2 separate regions of the Manis pentadactyla genome follow, and region 1 is linked to region 2. A link is a contact called in public Hi-C data. All regions are on one chromosome and are shown on one strand. Each heading gives the region's core, a stretch centred on a gene start, on an enhancer-like site or on the middle of the called end of the contact. The rest is flanking DNA. Distances are from core to core; before and after follow the strand shown.

The links. Hi-C and Micro-C count contacts between places; a contact is called where the count stands out from the background.
Region 1: a Hi-C map of skin fibroblasts shows a contact between it and region 2, with 4 times the contacts expected there. The contact joins the promoter of LBH here to the promoter of LCLAT1 in region 2. A contact is called at or near these places in 2 of 3 Hi-C or Micro-C datasets (fibroblasts and skin fibroblasts).

The regions. Positions count from the first base shown.
Region 1 is chr2:212,289,670-212,295,875 of mManPen7.hap1, reverse strand. It overlaps LBH (LBH regulator of WNT signaling pathway), which reads left to right and starts at 4,858. Exons shown (of 3, transcript XM_036903612.2): 1 at 4,858-5,121. The coding sequence starts at 5,096.
Region 2 is chr2:212,081,633-212,087,550 of mManPen7.hap1, reverse strand. LCLAT1 (lysocardiolipin acyltransferase 1) reads left to right here and starts at 3,497. Exons shown (of 6, transcript XM_036903613.2): 1 at 3,497-3,772.

The DNA of each region.
Region 1 (6,206 bases), core at 3,609-6,108, 210 kb before region 2:
GAGAGAAAGCATGCTAAAGCCAGAGCTAGGGCAGGAATGTGAGTATGTCCTTAATTGGACACTAGAGCCTTGAACTGGTTCCAGTTTTAGTGTTTTTCTTTCAAGAGCCTGGACCCTAAAGATTCTACAGAGTTTTCTTTCTCTGCAAAATTTCTTTGGTTCAAAGGCCCCTTGATAGAAATAAAGAAAAGGCCAGGGCTGGATCTCTTTGATATTTAGGAAGGCAAGAGTTCACAGACTGCCAGATCCCAGGCTTCTTTTGGGGGTGAGAGAGTTCTAGGCAGAAGGAAGAAGGCTCCTCCTAGAAGGCACATGGCAAGAACATCCACAGGCGTTATACTGGGCCACAGAGCCCCGATGTTAGGATGCAAAGCACTTTCCTCTTGAGCATTTATAGAAGCAATTTCTCTCAGCCTTATTAGCACCCTGAGAGCTAAAAAGAGATTTATATTGCTTTCTTTGTGGCTTTAGGAGTCTGAGACACAGAGAGGTCAAGACTGAGAACTTAAAGCAAAGTAAGTCAAAGGCTAGAGGATTTTGTCTGGTGGGTTTGCGGTGCTTTGTGTCATGCTCTGCTAACTCCCTAACTGCCGAAGTGGGGAAGTGTGACCAGGCTCTCAGGCCGCGCTCCACTCATCATATGTCCAGGGCCCAGCTGGACGCTTGCTGAGAGGCACAGAAGACTGGAGGAACTCGTGGGATGGGAGGGAAGATGCTGCGATGTAGGACCACAGCATTGCCCGCCAGGCAGAGCTTGCTACCTGTCTCTAGTGTCTGCTGCCCTAAAAGCTGGAAACTTTAGTCAAGGGGCTCCAGGGGAAAATGGGGCAGTCTGGGATGGAAATGAGTGAAACACTGAAGCAGATGCAATCAGCTCTGCTGAGCCCCCTTTTTTTCCCCCAACACCTTAAAAACAAGCCATGCATCTGCTCAGTGCTTTCCAACTTACCAAGTGTTTTCATAACATTATCTCATTTTGTCCTCACACCAACCCACACACATTCTTGCCTTTCAGATTTCTTATGTACTCAAATGAGTTTCACCAAAAAATTGGCTAGAAACTCTTCTCCTACTTGCTTTGTTTTTAAACCCCAAGCCTTTGACTGATAACTTTAAAAAGCTCCCAGATGCCCAGGGTGGGAAATTTATTTATTCTGCCAACCCTACCCCACTGGATGGGCACCAGTAGTTCTGATCTTTGATATTAGAACCAACATTTTTGTATTCAGTTTAAAGTTTAGCTGTTAAAACGAACAAAACCACAGAGGCCAAGGTTAGTGTAGTATTGTGAGGAAAACATAGTCTTTCAAACCCAACATGCCCCAGAGTCAATTTTTTGTTCAGCCATTTGAGAGCCATGTGGTCATGGCAAAGTTAACCTCTCAGAGCCCTTTTACTTCATATGTAAAATGGGGCAACAGTGCCTATGTCTTGAAGTTGTTGTGAGGCATACATGTACTTACAGATATGAGTGTACTTTAGCAAACAGCTACCTCGTGAAGTCACTTACAGCTAACCAAAGAACCAGCTTCTCCACTACTAGGCAAATTCAATGCAATGCTGTCTTTTTTTTTTTTTTTTGCATGGCAGAAAGGAGATAAAGCATGGGAATATGTTGCTAAAGAAATTTAGATGGAGACTTTTTTTATGTGATGAATAATTAGCTATATGCCCTGCGTACATTGCACAGTGGCTCCTGAGGTAACTCTAATAAGATATAAAAACTCAGTATCTTTACTCATTTTTAAGTGTTTATTTCAGGTGAGAGGAGCTGGGAAACTAGATTTATGTAATGTTGGAAAGCAAGGCAGTTCTGATTACACTTGGATTTTAACTGAAGAGAAATTTTACTTTGACCCTTTAGCTCCTGGGGAGAAAAGTAGGAAAAGGGTGGAGTGAAGAAGGCTATTGAGTTCACTGATCTGCACATAGCAAATGCTCAATAAATGGTGGGCTTGAGCTGAGGGTGTTTAGAGAGGCCAGATCGTGTGTTTAACTTCTGCTACTGACTTCTTGGCAAGTACAGTGCAAGGTGTAGGGCTATAGTGGAAAATTCTTTTATTTGACCAGTGGTCTAAAGGCCTGCATTCAGGTTCCACACATACCACTTAATAGCCTGGCAACCTTGGACATGCCATTTAATCCTTTAGGTGTCTTCTCACCTGTAAAATGAGGAGACTGAACTCGGTGATTTGGAAAGTCTCTTTCAGCTCCAAGGTTCTGGGGTTCTGTGTAATGTCCTTCGCTTGTGTTTCTTTTTCTTCATTTATGCAAAGGCAGAAGGGATAGAAACCTATCTCATAGGCTATTGGGAAAAAATGGTCAGTCTGCATGTTCATATACCCTGTGCCTTTACAGGTGTGACCCAGGGCAATATAGCAGAGTAGCTGTGTGATCTTAGGCAAGTCACCTAATTTATTTCAGCCAGAGTTTACATATTTGTAAACTGAGGACTATATGTTGTGCTATGGTAATCTTCCTACAGTCTTTTGGAAGTGAGATCATGAAAATGTTTTGAAAGATGACAAGGCACTATATAAAGTTTAATGAATAAAAAATAGCAGATTTGTTATAGTTGTATCAAAGTTTAGTTCCATGCCTCCCATATGCTTATATGAACATATGTCACCATGGTCCCAGAGGGAAACAGAAAGTATTGATTTGGGGTCCTAACCCAAGGCTTAGTGTTCCACTTCAATTTACTGACAGAAGTGAAATTAGTTACAATGGGCTTTAATACAAAATTTCTTCAAGAGTGGGCATCAGGTAATTACCTCAATGTTCTCCAGTAAAGGAATTTTTCAGGTAGTCAGATATCTGCTGACGGAAGCCATACGTCTCACCTTTTTCTCCAAAATGAGGCCATCTTGACATTTAAAGGGTGTGTGTGTGTGTTGGGGGTGGAGGCTGTGTTGGGCAGGTAGCTTTCTGAGTTTTAAAAGTTTCACAAAGCAATAATCACAAATGTGTAACATGGGGCTGTTGGTGTGTCAAGGTGGTGAGGTAGTCTTTTATCCTAGGCCTTGCCAGAGATTGCTACTGGGGAGAAATGGCAAAAGATATCAGTTCTGATTACTTAGGGCCTAGCTCAGACTCTGAAAAGTCCTAGCCTGGAAACCAGCTCTCCAAACATCGATTTCTTTGGCCATGCAGCTGACAACCCGTCACACCCCAGCTTTCGAGAAGCTTCTCCACCCAATGCAAAAGGCACAAACAGCCCTCCTCTGTTAGCAGTCGCTCCACACCTGGAGCATCCCCCATTAACACCTGTCCGTAGAAGCACGGTCCTCCAGCCAGGCCACCATCTCCAGAGGAGCAGAATGGAGGTAGTACTTAACAGCACAAATCAATTTCTGATTTGTTTTCTGGGGTGCAGGTGGAGAGAGGCTCCTAAATTTCTCTGGTTGGAGGGAGCAACTGGGGGTTATCTTGAAGCTGTGTTTTCATAGGAAGTACACTGTTTTTACTCAGGTTGTAAGGTCTGAATGCCTAAAAATAGCAAAATTGTTCTTCATTTTTCTTACCAATTCTTATCAATTATTTTTATTTGGGTTGGCTTGGGAGAGCTAATGAAAATTATAAGGCCTCCTCATGGTCAAACCCTCACCATTAATCTTATCCTTTACCTGAGATAAGCTTATGTATTTCTACTTTTAATCATATATATATATATATATGCATTCAATACATTGACTAAGAGCTTTCTAAGAGCTGACTGATTTCAAAGTACATTTAATTTTGCCAAGTTGTGGATAGCTTTCCCCCAACCCCCACAACTTCCTCTGTCCTCAGTAAACTTGTAGGTCAGGGTTATAAAGCTGTTCTGCAGGAGCTTTTGAAGCAGAGGTGTGAAGCAATGGGCTCCAGCCAGAGGGGCAGACTCCCATCCCGGCTCTGGGGAGTGCACAGACTGACCGCCTGGACAGACCCCAAGGGCTGCCATTCCTGGGCAGGGAAGGAGGGGTTCTCCGGAAGCCCTTCTTGGAGCAGACTTGGGACCCAAGGCTGGGGCTGTGTGCTTTTGCAGTACTACCGGCACCCCTTGTCTGCACTGCCGGCGGTGTGTGTATGTGTCCTGTGGAAAAACCCTACGACACCACATCCTTTCTCACACAAATAAAGCCCTCCACGGATCCCAGGGCTGCAGACCAGTCACTTGCAAGCTAACGGGACCCCCGCACTCGGTCCGCCCATCTCTTAAGCCTTTCCCACCTTCCCACCGCCTCTTTTTTCAGGGATGCTCTCTTTCCAGTCAGCTTGCTGGGGATAGAAGGGACGCGCCTGAGGCGTGGCGATCAGGGTGCTGCAGGCGAGAATACCAGGGAGAGGCCTAGTTGGCGGGGTGAACGCTGAAGAGGGGTCCAGAGATGTGGACTGGAGACCGCGAGTGGGAGCAAAGGAGGGCACGGGCGCCAGGCTGCGAGGTGAAGGATGGCGCCTTCCCCGCAGCAAAGCGGCCGCCAAGCGGTCACGTCCGGAGAGGGTTCAGCGTCCTCCTCATGCCCATCGTCCTCCGCCCGCGAGTTCCCGGGGCTGTGTTCAAGAAGGGGGGCGCCGGCGCTGGCTGATTTATAAGCAGAAAGCGGCGTTGACATTGAACTCCAGCCCCGGTGCGTGCGTGTGTGCGCGCGCGTGTGTCCCCGCGCCTTTGCGCGTGTGAGTAGGGGTGGGAGCAGGACTAGAAGCCGCAGCAAACCACTGCCTTCGGGGAGCTGCGCCGAGCTCGCCCCCGAGCAGCCGCCTGCAGGAGAGAAGAGCGCTGAAACCATTCATGATTTTGGTGACGTTATTCCAGGAGTGGGCGAGAGAGGGCGGAGCCTCCTGGGGCCGAGCCCCGCCTCCGCCCCTATAAATACCGCTTCCCGGGTTCTTTGTGGGGCCGCGAGCTCGGTGGAGCACCGAGGGCTCCGTCAGTTCTGCCGACGCAGCTGGCAGTGGGGCTGTCTCCGGAAGGCGGACCGGAGAACGCCCGTGCCCGCGCTCGGCCGCCTGCCTCCCTGCCTGCGGCGCCTGTCTGCGCCCGTGACATCCTTACTCGGGACGCAGTGACCGTTTTTAAATCACAAGGGCGTGGGTCAGCCTCCCCTAGGACTTCATGTCTGTGTATTTCCCCATTCACTGGTGAGTATCTTGTGCCCTCGGAGGGCATCCGTCTCGAGGCCGTGGCGGCTCGGGTGCGAGGGCAGTAGGCGGCGCGGGCGCCCGCGCGGACCCGCCGCCCAAGCCCGTGCAGGAGTCAACGTCAAGGTTGCAAAGGTGGGGGTGGGGGGCGGCGGTGCTGAGAATATCCAGACAAAGGAAGTGAACTCGAAGCCCTCACCTAAGTGACGGCTGGGAGGGTGTGTATGTGGCGGTGGGGAGATGAGGGGAGAAGCAGGGATCCAGCTGGAACCCCGCTCATGAAATCCCCACTGCGGAGGGCTGCAGGAGGCGCGCGCCCTGCCTGGCGCAGGGGGCTCCAGCGCTCCCCGGGCCCCTCCCATTTTTCTTTTTGTTTGCTTGCAAGTCTCGGCGTCGAGGCGGGCGGCAGGGGGTTGAGCTGATGCAGCGGCGGCTTTTGCAGAGCTCCGCGGGGTGGGGAAAACGCTCTCCCCACGAGAAACCCGACTAAAGCCACAAGCAGCGGCAGAAGTATGCGCTGCACCCTCCGGATCACATTCCTCTCCGCAGCCCCCTAAAACCCGACGCGCCCTTGTAGGGGCACCGGGGGAGGAGCTGCCCTCTCCGGGCCCGCTGGAAGTCGGGGCGGGAGGGATGCGCCGCGGGCGCCGAGCTCAAGGCAGAGAGAGGCCGCGGCAGGCCACTTGGACTTGCGCGCCGGCTGCAGCTTCCTTTCTGCGCCGGGGAAGAGGAGGAGCGGCCGGGGGCGAGCGCTGGCGGCCCAGCAGCGCGTTCTCAGGTGCGGGCGCGGGGAAGCCGGGCCCCGCCAGGCTTTAGCTCAGTGCGGTTCTGTTCAGCCCAGGAACCGGAAAGTTCATGCTTCTCGGTTCAACTTTTCCGGCCGGCGCCACAGCCCCGAGCGAGGAGCCAGCGCCCCTACCCCAGGCGAAGAGCCTGGAGAGACCTGTGGGCGCTCTTGGGGGCCGTTTCTCCGCGGTGGGCAGCCGCCTTCCAAGGACCTGAGAAGAAGCTGCCTAGACGTCCTGGCTCTGGAACCTAAACTTGCCTGGAAGCTTAGCATATCTTCTCTCAGTCTCCCCTCCCTG
Region 2 (5,918 bases), core at 2,248-4,747:
ACAAGGGCTTATGTGGTAACTGGCACATGGTGACAACTCCATCAATGCAGGTTACTGTTATTTCACTCAATGTGCTCATGAATCCTAGCTAAGTTTATCAGAAAAGAAACTGAGACCCAGGAAAATTAAGTGGCTTCACCAAATTTTCAATTTATCAACTGTCAGAAATAGGATTCAAATTAAGATTTGTTTGGCTTCCAAGCCTATGTGTGACTTTAACACTCTGCTTGAGAGGAACTAAACTATAAATGAGGTACAGGACAAGAGCTTACTACAAAGTAAATTTCCTTTCTTTTACAAAAATTCTAAAGGGAAAGATTATCCTCCCCATTTTACAGATGAAGGAATTTGAGTGTCAGAGAGATTACAAGACCTGACTAAGGCCACATAACCTGTAAATGGAAGAAGCTGGAATTTGAACTACTTTATACTATTTAAATAGTCTTTTACTAGAGGTGGGATTGGTGATGGGATTCTTTTCAGGGAAATTCTACTGGGGAGAATCTAAGAAAACTTATTCCACCAGTGCTTAGAGTTAAAGAACAGTTTTAGCTAGCGGGTCTCCTTCCTAGTGCAAATGATTGTCTTTACCAAGAGTCAATAAATTATTAGTAGGGTTATAGCCAAAAGTAGGACAAAAGTGACTTCTACACAATTGGAACTCTTTACTTTTTTGTATTTACCTAAACTGTAAAGTTTATGAGCAGAGACACTTATGATCCAACTGTATTATAAGTTCATGTATTTTAAGCAGCAGGCTGAGCTTACAGTATGAGTGGTTGTGTGGGAAGTTCCAGCAGATCCATACCACAGGAAATCTACAGAGGGTCTGCTGTATGCTGTGGGCGTCCACACTTTGGAGGAGGGTCCCCTTAACTGCTGCATAACCAGAGCATACGTTTAGCTAAATTGCAGCAAGACGGTTTGGGCTCATGTCTTACGTCTCAGTGGGATCTAGCCAGGGTGCTTTGGTACCGTAATCCTTGGGTTTGTCCTACAGTCTTTTTCTTTGTACTCTCTGTAATATTGTGATACAATAAGAATATATATTTGGTCTTTGTCCTCATTCCTAGAACAGAGCTCCTAAAATCCTTGTATTTTGTTGAGTGGGAAGGGGATAGGAGGATCTTTTATGATTCATAACAAGTCCCTTTCAAACTGAGTTTATTCTAAGGAGTTGGCTCTTGGATCATGGGGCATGGTTGCCAGAGGAACCAACCAAGTGATTAGAGGATTGGAACTTTCAACCTCACTCTCCTATCTCAGGGAGAGAGGTTAAGCTAATCACTAATGGCTAATGATTAAATCTTAAATCAGTCATATTTATGTAATGAAATCTCCATGAAAACCCTAAATAATTGGGGCCAGGGGCTTCCAGGTTGGTTTACACATTGAGTGACTGGGAGGGTAGCATGCTTGGAGGGATCATGGAAGCTTGCGCCCCTTCCCACCTACCCATTCCTTGCCCTTTGTATTTCTTCTATTAGGCTATTCCTGTGTTGTGACCTTTATAATAAACCAGTAAATGTTAAGTAAAGTGTTGTCCTTCAGTTCTGTAAGTTGTTCTCACAAAAGAGAACCCTGGCAGGGGGCTTATAGGAGCCCCCAATTCATAGCTGATTGGTCAGAAATACTGGACATCTAGTCTTGATTGGTGTCTGAAGTGGGAGGCAGTCTTCTGGGTTTGAGCTCTTAACCTGTGGGGTCTGCACAAACTGAGTAGTGTCAGAATTGAATTGAATTGTATGACATCCAGTTGGTGTTGACAGAGAATTGGAGAATTTCTTGGTGTGAAAAAAACCACATGTGATGGGTGTCAGAAGTATTTTGGATAAAAAGGAGCGAGCACTGTCCTCAGACTCAACACTTCTGAACTTTTTCTTCAGGTCCCACCACTACACTCCCCCAAAAGGCCAAAGGCTAGGACGTGAAATAAAGAAACCAAGATGATTCATTCAAATCAGTTGAAAGTCAGTTAACCTTTATTCAAGGTCGGCAATATTCAGACATGCAGTCTTCTCTTGTTCAGTTGGCAGTCTGTTCAAGGAATTATAGATGCAAAGATAAACTATTACATAACCCCTGCTTTCAAAACCCATCTCCAGCGGGGTTTTCCCCTAGTCACTGACATCAAGAAAATAAAAAACTTGTAGGAGTAGGAGAAAAAGAGAATCTAGAGATCTAGGAATCTTATTTCAGAGATGAAAATAAGGCCACCATGGTCACAGGGATAACTGGCAGTGCTAGCTTGTGTGCTGGCCTCTCCCTCTGTTGCTTGCCCTCATTTTCTGATGCAATTTAGCGCTCCTTAAATATTTCAGTATTTCTGGCCAAAATTGGAGAGGGTGTGAAGCTGATTTAGTGAAGGAGCACAGGAACTTTTGATTCAGAGAATTTGGAGTGTAATTTAGCTATACTGAAGCTATGTATCCCCAACCTAGATGTTCATTATTTTTACGCGGTCAGTTTTGTACTTTTTATAAAAAATTCATCCCCTCTTGTTAACTAAATGAATAATACAATAAACATATGTGAATGACTCATGAGTGACTAGAAGTGTGATGTTAAAAAACAAAATTCAATCAAGTAAATGTGAAGCTAAAATTGGCCTTATCCCACCTAGCATAGAGATGGTAGGTTTTTATAGGAAGGAGGGTGGGACAAGAAGTTATTGCAAAAAAGAAAGGATTGTTTCAGGCAAGTTCATCTTCCCTTGGGAAAAAGAACTCGATAATCTTATCCTGCAGATGACCTCATCCTTTTGACTGACAGAGAGGGCTCCTGTGAGTTCACCTTAAGGGTGCTGACCAGAAAATTCCCGATTTACTGGTTAAAGGTCACATTCCTGGAATAGGTTGAAACTGTAATTAACTCTTGGTTTGGTGATGCAAATAACTCCATTTGGGCTTGTTTCTTTTTTTAACAGTCATATGTGGCTATGTTTATTATTTTTAAGATTTTTATTAAGTGAATCGTTGTTGAAGGCCGGCAGAAGGAAAGCATTGTGCAGGAAAGGAAAAGAGGTTTAAAGGTCCCCACTGTTAAGGGAGCTTTGGAGTCTAACAGGTTAGCGGGTAGACAAATCATGATAGGAAGTAACGAATGCCTCTTTCCAGGGGTATGATGAAAGGGCTGTGGGTGCTCAGAGGAAGGAGCTTTCCCTGTACTGGGAACTACTGCGCCTCTTAGGGTGAGGTCAGCGTCCCGCATCCAGCACCTAAGTTCTACAACTGGTTCTACTACTGATTTACCTTGTGACTTCAGGCTAGTAAATTAGGCTTACACCTCCCAGATTTTTGTTTGCCATTCTGAAACTCTAGGGTCTTGGCGGGCCATTGGGTTCCCTGGGATGATGCCCTCGGTGAGTTCCCATTTCTATTGTTTCCTGTCCTTAACCCCTTGGCTCCCTCCGTCGCACCTCCCAGAGGACACTCACGGAAATAAGCGCGGCCCCTTTAAGGTAGCTCCCGACCGAGGGAGCCCCGGGAGCCCGCCCCCCTCCCCCGAAGCAGGGCTGCTGGAGCAGTTTGCGGGAGACCCGGGCTTCCCACGCAGCCAGCGACGCTGCGCGTCACGGCGCTCGCAGCCAATCAGTATAAAGCCTGGCCGGACGCATTACTAGGGCGACACGCCAAACACCTCCTCGCTTTGGGATGAATTAGCGGCGGGTTCTGCCTGGAGGTTGCGACCCCCCCCATCCCTGCGACGGATTCTCCAGTTCGCCCACGCGCCCCCCTCCGCGGAGTCGTGCGTTGTCTCCTGCTCGTTACAGGTGGGAGGCGTTACAGGTTATGGCGTGCGGAAAATGGCGGCGGCCGCGGGGGGAATCCCCGAGTGGGTGGACGCGAAGCAGCCCCACGGGCTTTTCCGCCTGGGCCGCAGGCCTACCCGGGTTGTGGCCTCGGTAATATCACCTGACTGGGAGTTGGGGTCCGGACGCAGTGGTGTCGCTGGATTAGGTGGGAGGTGGTGCGGGGAAGCGACTCCCGAAGGGTAGGGGCTTTGAGAGGTTGCGGGGCCATGCAGGCCCTGTGGGCGAGGGCGAGATGGCCGTGGGCCGAGGAGGGCCAGGAGGCCCTAGGTATTTAGATTACTACCAAGATTTTCCTGCTGTACACCAGGACGGGTCTGGAAACTGCACCGCCCTGAGTATATTCTGAGCTCTGCCACTGTTAGATGTGCGGAACATCCCAAGAGGCCGCCAGGTGCCAGGCTTGGATGTGAGCTCTGGAGGGCAGGGACTGGAGCTGCCTTAGCTGTGTGTCCTCCAGGAGTCAGAGCCTGCCTGTAGGTGCCACAGTGACACCTACAAAAGGAAAGGTAATGTTAGGGGCTAATGTTAGGTCTGCGCATTAAGGCATCTTAGCTTCTACTACTTGCCTAAATGGAGAGAAGGAATAAAAAGTTAGGGCACTTAGGTGTCCTTGTAGAGACGTTTTGCTTCTGCGTTGTACTACCCTGGTTCAGGTAGATTCCCCGGGAGCATTGTATCTTCAAAGTTCATTAACTGTAGGTGCACGTGGTTATGATGAGAGTGAAGTCTGAGATTCAGTTCAAGCCCAGGGAAGTAATGAAGAAGTATTGGTGAAGGTCTTACAGATGAAATTTAACTATGCCAGTCACTTATTTGGGCAAAGACATATCATGAAATACAACTGGTTGGATTAGTTTTTTAAAAAACCATCTTGATGAAAGTCCTTTTTACAAAATGTGTATTTTTGAAAGTAAAAATAATATTCTTTTAAAAAATTACGCTTTTTAAATAAAGGTTTTACTGCCCTATTTACTTTGATGCGACGGATAAGGATAATACTTAAGTGACTTTTCCTTTTGGTAGTGGGCTTGATTTTGTGGAGTGCCTTGTTCTGTTACCGAGAAAGCACAGTACACTTTGTTTTCCATCATCAGTGGCAGCTGTCTTTGGAGTGCCTGCTGTGTGTTGGGCCCTGTGAAAGTGAGGCTTCTGATGTTTCATCTGAGCAAAATTAGTAGTTGATCTTTCCCACCAGGTGTTTAGGCTGGCTGTTGCTGACAGCCAAGGGAAAACCCCAAAGAATCTTCCTTTCAAACTGTGTGGTGGAGAATTGGTCAGTTTGGTCTGGGGCTGGGGTTAGGTGTGGTTTCTAGTTGTCACTTAAAATGTCAGGGAAATCCTATAACCTCTTTGTGAGGATTTTAGCTCAGAAGGGGGCATAACATTTCTTGTCCAGACCGTCTTCTTATACCGTTGTAAGAAAAAGAAAAAACAAAACAATAATTTGTAAAAGGGATAACAAAAAGTTAAAAATACAGTGATAACACTTGGCATTTATGATTGTGCACTTATTTTAAAGAGTTGTGTCTGATTTGTAACAAAACACAAATCAGTAATTAAGGAAGATTTCAGTGCTTATCAAACTCTTTAAAAAGAATAATTTGCTGGGTGACTTTTAAAAGAAAACTGGTGTTAGGTTTATTGCTTTGACGTATTTGCACTAATTTTTCTTTCACTGCTTTGCTGTGGAATTGCCCTGCCGACTCCTTGGGACGTATAGATTTATTCCTGAACTTGTTGAAGAGTCTAGGCAGAAGCCCGAGGTCAGATGTTGGCAGACAGTGAATGAGGCAAAAAAACAAATGATTAACTAATGCCGTGCACTCACATCTAGTTGTGGTGAGAACAGAGAGCTGTGGAAATTAAAAGGAACAGTTGCTTCTGCTGGGGCGATGCTGGCTCAGAACGGAAGGAGCTGCCTGCAGGATGAAGGGAGAAAGGGCTTCTGGCTGAAGGAGGGAGCAGCACAAAGTCAGGATGAGTGAGAGAGTGTGGCTGTGCAGGGGTCAGACCAGAGTTTTGCAGCAATTGCTAAGAGAGAAACCAGGAAAAGTTGTGGCAGATGGTGTAATCTCAGGTGAAAGGGTGGGTGACTATCGTGTGA